Regions from separate parts of the Capsicum annuum genome. Here region 1 is linked to region 2. A link is a contact called in public Hi-C data. All regions are on one chromosome and are shown on one strand. Each heading gives the region's core, a stretch centred on a gene start, on an enhancer-like site or on the middle of the called end of the contact. The rest is flanking DNA. Distances are from core to core; before and after follow the strand shown. Region 1 holds the start of LOC107843189 (AT-hook motif nuclear-localized protein 1). Region 2 holds the start of LOC107843197 (enolase).

Evidence for each region. Hi-C and Micro-C count contacts between places; a contact is called where the count stands out from the background.
Region 1: a Hi-C map of leaf shows a contact between it and region 2, with 1.8 times the contacts expected there. The contact joins the promoter of LOC107843189 here to the promoter of LOC107843197 in region 2. A contact is called at or near these places in 3 of 5 Hi-C or Micro-C datasets (bud, leaf and placenta).

The regions. Positions count from the first base shown.
Region 1 is chr9:2,915,303-2,918,739 of UCD10Xv1.1, forward strand. It overlaps LOC107843189 (AT-hook motif nuclear-localized protein 1), which reads right to left and starts at 1,815. Exons shown (of 5, transcript XM_047395986.1): 1 at 994-1,815; 2 at 40-107. The coding sequence starts at 1,522.
Region 2 is chr9:2,722,533-2,725,917 of UCD10Xv1.1, forward strand. LOC107843197 (enolase) reads right to left here and starts at 1,331. Exons shown (of 17, transcript XM_016687417.2): 1 at 1,168-1,331. The coding sequence starts at 1,233.

The DNA of each region.
Region 1 (3,437 bases), core at 565-3,064, 190 kb after region 2:
AACAAAAACCTCAGATCTGATGAACACAAAAAAAATTACCTCTCCAGTATGAACAGTAACCACATGTGGCATAAAATCTCCTCCAGCTGTATGTGCAAACAGTTCACCTTCATAGACCAAAAAAGCAAACACTCTATGTTATAAAAAAGGTATTAGGTAAAACAAACTAAAGCAAACAAAACCAAATATTAGATCTTTTTGCCTGGTCATTTCAAGATTTACTCCCAAAAAACAAAACAAAAAAATAATAAGCAATTCTAGGGTTCTTGTCCACTTCTAATCAACTACAACAACATAATTACATCCTCCATCTCTCAAATATCAGAAAAAAAAAACACCCCAAAAGGCCAAAGTCCAAAAAAATATAATGAAGAAAAAAACATAAACACAAGAAAAGACTTTCTTTCCAAGGATTAACAAATCTTTGAGCAAAATCTCTATAAACACCCAAAAACACAAATATTTGTTTTGCCATGAAACTTAAAAATCTGATCTTTAAATATTTTTCAAGTTTTCACAAACTAGCTCAGACATGTTCTTGAGCTTTTCCGGCTTCGACACAAGTGGGGTCTAGAGAGCATAGAATGTTCACAACAACATACCCTGTCAAATCACACAAGTGGGGTCTAGAGGGCGTAGAGAGTCCACGGACCTTAACCCTACTTCCTAGAGGTAGAGAGACAATTTTCGAAAGACCCTTGACCCAAGGTGCTCAAATTCCAAAAATCACTACTAGAAAAACTTAAATTTTCAAGTTTCAAGATACCCCCTACTAAAGAGGCTGTTTCCAGAAGACCCTCAGCCCAAGTGCTAAAATTCCATAAAAACTCATATTTTCAAGTTTCAAAACTTCAAAATCTACAGCCAAACAAGAACCAAATATTTTCCAAGAATTAACAGATCTTTAAGCAAAAACACTATAAACCCACAAAAATCACTAAACATATGAATCTTGGTTTATTTTATTTTTTTCGTTGTTGTATTCAAACTTACCCAAAGAAGCAATTAACTGCAAGTTAGAACCACCAGAAGGTCTTCCACGTCCTCTTTTAGTAGAGGAAGAAGTTGAAAAACCACAAGAAGATGGTGGTGATGTTATGGTAAAACCTGTCACTGGTGACACCACCCCAGCACCACCAGGTAGTGGTGGTGTTGAAGTAACCAATCCTCCACCACCATCAACACCACCTGCTGCAGCAGCAGCTGCTATTGCAGCAGCTTTGGCAGCAGCAGCTTTGGCAGCTTTTATATACTGTGGTGTTAAATTCCCCTCAGCATCATACTTTCTTGGTCTCCCTCTCTTCTTCTTCTCCACCACCCCATTAACCCCCATCACCACCCCACCCCCACCCCCACCCTCTTGGTGGTGGGGTAGCACTACCCCACCCCCACCCCCATTTGCTGCTGCTGACACAACTTGTGGCAGAGGCTGTTGCTGCTGCAGTGGTGGTGGTGAGTCATACTCAGAGTTAACTCCCAGTGATCCTGATTCTGTACTCTCCTTGTCCTCCATTTCCATCATTTTCTTCCTTCAAAAAAACCCCAAAAAAAATTCAAGAATGAGAGTTTTATATAGTAAAGGTCAATTCGGTACACTACAGCTCTCGTTATACGCAGATTTCGACGACTTGTATAGATGTTTTGAAAGGGTTGGTAAACAAAATGGCGCCAGAACAAAAAAAATAAAACAAGGGTTTTTGAGAATACTAATGATGTTTGATTTGTGTTGAGGTTCCCTCCATTAATGGTGGCAATGAAAATAGCAAAAAAATAAAGTGAAAGATGGTAAAAATAAAAACAATATAACTACTGATATTATATCATATAAATATAAATATATTTGCTTTTTGTCTGGACTCTACTACTACTACTATATCAAAGTATTTGTTTAATGTAATTAAGTGAAATGACAAAATTGTCCCTTGTCACTAGGTTTACAATTTATGCCCCTAATATAATGAGATTGGTATATAGAAAATAGTTTTTTCTACCTCATAAGATTTTCAAACCTCACTTGTGAGATTGAAGGGAAGTCTTGGAGTAACTGGTAAAGTTGATGTCATGTGATCAGGACGTCACGGGTTCAAGTTCTAGAAACAACCTCTGATAGAAATGTAAGATAAGGCTACATACAATACCCCTTTGTGGTGGGGCCTTTCCTTGAACACCGAGCACAGCAGTAGCTTTAGTGCATCAAGATGCTTTTTTCCGATAAATGGAATAAGAGACTTGTGAGATTACATTAAATATATTGTTATCATTGTTAGTGCATCGGGCTGCTATTTTTTTTTTACTTGTGAGATTACGTTAGATATATTGTTATCATTATTATATATTACCCTGTGAGTGGAATAAGAGACTTGTGAGATTACATTAAATATATTGTTATCATTATTATATATTGCCCCGTAAACGGAATAAGAGCAAAAACTTCTTGTATTGATGTTTACATCGGAATAATTCTTATGGCGGTCAAGTAAATTAATAAAGCGAAAATATGAAATAATTCTTATGGCGGTCAAGTAAATTAATGAAGTATTTTCTTAACTTGTGAGATTATGTTAGATATATTGTTATAGTTATCGTATATTATCTGTAAACGGAATAAGAGCAAAAACTTGTTTGTATTGATGTTTACATGAAGTGAAAATATGAAATAATTTACTGCAATTGAGTGTTAAAATTTTATATGTGAATAGGTGTAATGCATTAATTTACGCTCGGTGTGAATGGGTGATTCGATTTATGTCGTCTTTTACCAACGAGTGACAGTTACAATATAATTAATCATCGCTAACTTATTCAGAATTCGAAAAAGCAACATGTTCATACACAACAACATGTTCAGTGTGAAACATGTTTAGTGTGATCCCATAAGTGTAATTCGAGAAAAAATGGGTATACGTTGACCTTTCTCTTATCCAACATAATGCCCTGAATAATTCAGTTTATGACGATTGACTGATTTATGACGATTGACTGATTTAATGAAGTGAAAATGTGAAATAGTTGACTGCAATTAAGTGTTAAAAGATCTTATATGCGAACGATTGTTAGGCATTAATTTGCGCTCGGTGTGAACAGATCTTTTATCATGACTCGCTTTATATCGTTTTTGACTAAAGAGTAATTCGAAAAAAAAAACGTGTTCATACACAATAAAATATCCAACCTCGATGTGGTCCCACAGGTGAGATTTGCAAAGAACGGATATACATTGACCTTACTCTTAACCCCAAGGTCGTAAAATTAGTAGTTAAAGCCAAACAAGGTCGTATAATTAGTAGTTAAAGTCACCCCAAGGTCGTAAAATTAGTAGTTAAAGTCAAACAAGGTCGTATAATTAGTAGTTAAAGCCAAATTTTAACATAGGGACTAGTTAAAGCCAAACAAGGTCGTATAATTAGTAGTTAAAGCCAAATTTTAACATAGGGACT
Region 2 (3,385 bases), core at 81-2,580:
GCACCAGTCTGCATCAACAACCAATCCAGCATAACCAGATGCTCTTAAAAAGAACCTCCTTTCAACAATCCAATCATTACCCACAAAAACTACAGCAGTAACAAACAGATGTAACATCAACAGGCAATTCAACATAGCCATTCATCCTAAAATACAACATCCTTTCAAAAAGTAAAATAAAACCGACAAAAACTAAAGTAGCAGCTAACAATGTAGCACCACTTGGTCTGCATCAACTCAAAAATCTACATAGCAGCAACAAACAGATACAACCACACTAGTCTACATAAAAAAACAATCCAACATAACCAGTCAATTCTTAAGAACAACCTCCATTCAAATATCCAAGCTAAACCCACGAAAACAAATATACTAACATATAATTTAATCAATATCAGCACATGGGTAAAAATATATCTCAAGAAAGCACAAATCTTGTAACGATATGACACAACTTATCTGCATCAACAACCAATCTAACATAACCAATCTTAAAACAACCTTCGTTCAAAATTCCAAACAAAACCCACAAAAACCCAAAATACTAACATACAATTTAAGCAATACCACCACATACGTAAACATAAAAAATCTCAAAAAGCATGAATCCTGAAACAGATATAACATAGCTCATCAGCATCAACAACCAACCCAACATAACCAAACAATCCTAAAGCAACCTCCATTCAAAAATCTAAACAAGACCCATAGTAGCAACAAACAATTTAAGCAAAATCAGCTCAAAAAGCATGAATCATGAAACAGATATAACACACTTAACATAACCAAACAATCTTCAAATTACCTCCATTCAAAAATCCATCAATACCCATTATAGCAACAAACAATCTAAGCAAACAAAACACAAGGGTAAACACAAAAAAGGTCACAAACATAAATCTTGAAACAGATATATAATACATGAATCTTGAAACAGATACAACACAACTTAGCTGCATCAACAACCAATCTTACATAAACAAACAACCTCTATTCAAAAATCCAAACAAACCCCATAAAAACTACAGCAGTAACATAAAACTTAAGCAAAACACCACATGTATAAACACAAAAAATCTCAAAAATCACAAATCTTGAAAACAGATCCAAAAAACATGAAAAAAACATCAAGAAAATCAGAAAAAAAAACTAGAGATCTGTACAAACCTCAACAGTGGGATTACCACGACTGTCAAAGATCTGACGAGCTTTAATTGCTGTGATAGTTGCCATTTGGATCTGTTTTTTGTATGAAATAGTAGAAAAGAGTGAAGAGAAAAAGTTGGGTTTTTTTTGGTAAATGGGATGTGAAGTGGTAGCACGTATATGTAGAAAAAGTTGGGTTAATTACAACCGTTGATTTTGTGTTAATGATGTTGATTAGTGTTTTGATGAATTATTTTTTTTAAAAAAAAAAGTAAGAAAATTAAAAAAGGAATAATTGCAATTTTGATCCCCCAATTTATTGATAAAGTTTATTTTTACAATCGTCGAGTTTTTTCTAAATATAGTTTCCGGTGATTATTGCAGGCATAATACATGCACAGAGACTCAAATTTGGCTTCAAGGTCAAAATAACACGTCGACTTTAAGATTGTACATTTAGACACCTCGACTTGGTCTTCATTGACAAATAAACATTCTAACTCGTGTTCACGATGTCTTGTGGAGACCTGATGCTGAGCTAATACATAAATTTTGAAAATAGCTGGATGATTACTTTATAGGTTGAAGTTTTTAACCGATACAATGAATACAAGTTGAAATGTCTAGACGTATATATTCAGAGATGGAGTGATTACTTGTCAATTGAAGCCAAGTTTAAATATCTATGCATTATGCCTACATTATATGCTCTATAAAATCATTATTTTGTTATAACAAAAATTATAAATAATAAAATTGCATAAATAATTGATTGTATTTAACTTTTACTTAATTAAAATGTGTCTTTTGGTCCTTTCATGACTTCATGAAGGAAAATGTTAAATTCAATTAGTAGATATGAAGAATTATATAATTTTAACATAACACGTGATAATTAAGTGATGTATGGTAAAATATATGAATATTGATAAGCAAATGGACTAAAACTGTACTATACAACTAATTAAAGGTTAAATGTGTTTAATTTTGATGCATAAGTACTATAAAAATTATTAATAATTGAGGGATTAAAGCGTTATATCAACTTTTTATTTTAAATTAAGTAAACAAATTATAATTATTCCCAATCTATGTGCTTTAGAAAGTACCCCTCGAGTGTGTCGAAATGTTTACATCTAGATCTAGGGGTGGGTGGGTTCCAATGAAAATAAAGTTGTAATACTAGTAATTTTTGTCTTTTCCAAATATAGAAATAATAATAATAATTTAAACTTTAATAGTTAAATAATTTAGTAGGAGTACTTCCTTTTAATAATTAAGTAAATAACTTGTTATTTAGGAAAGACACAATAGTACAATGTTAGTATTAGTTTTGGAGAATTTGTAGTATATAATTAAAACTTGATTAACAAGCTAGATGTAATAAATACTTGTGTTATTATTTTTTGCGTAAATCTAATAATGTTATGTTGTGGGATCAAAGTTATTAAATAAGAAAATTTTATTTCTTGAGTGACAATGTATCAAAAAAGGGAATATGAAAGTTCAAAATCATGAGAATATTCCTTTAAATTGTGCTACTTGGTGAGTTACTTGCAAAAATGTAAAATGTGTGTCGAGTCAATACGAACAAAGTAAAATAAAATGAAGAAAGTATTTTTGAGTGAAGCCAATAAACATTTATAATGTTATTTAATTTGGATCAAAATTATTAGGTTTGACCAAATATAAGTTACTCTCTTCATCTATCTTTACTTATTCGGTATTTATTTAGCACACTCCTTAAAAAATAGTATTAGATAAAATTATAATTTTATCATATCAATCTTTGAATATAAAAAATTTAATACTTGGAGAAATTACTATAACTAATACTAATAAAGGTAAGTTATTTCTCTTTTTTTTTTCCCTTTTTAAAGTGTGAACAAATAAAAGTGAATATCTTTTTTATTTTAAAAAAAGAATAATCTGGTGTATTAAAACTTTCGCTATGCGTAGGGTTCGAAGAAGGGCTCCACTACAAGGATATAATGTATGCTGTCTTATCTTGTATTTTCGCCATAAACTGTTTTCAAGGCTTGAACCTGTGACCTCTTGATCACATGATAACAACTTTATCAGTTGCTTTAAATAAAAATAAATATTTATTTTTATTTTTAATATAATGAACAGATAAAAATAGAGAAAAGAGTGTTTTTTGTGCAAGGTAGTCAAAAAGAAGGTAAATTGTTTTCTTGGGCAACAAGAATGAGGAAAACAAAAGTTGAGAATATTCCTT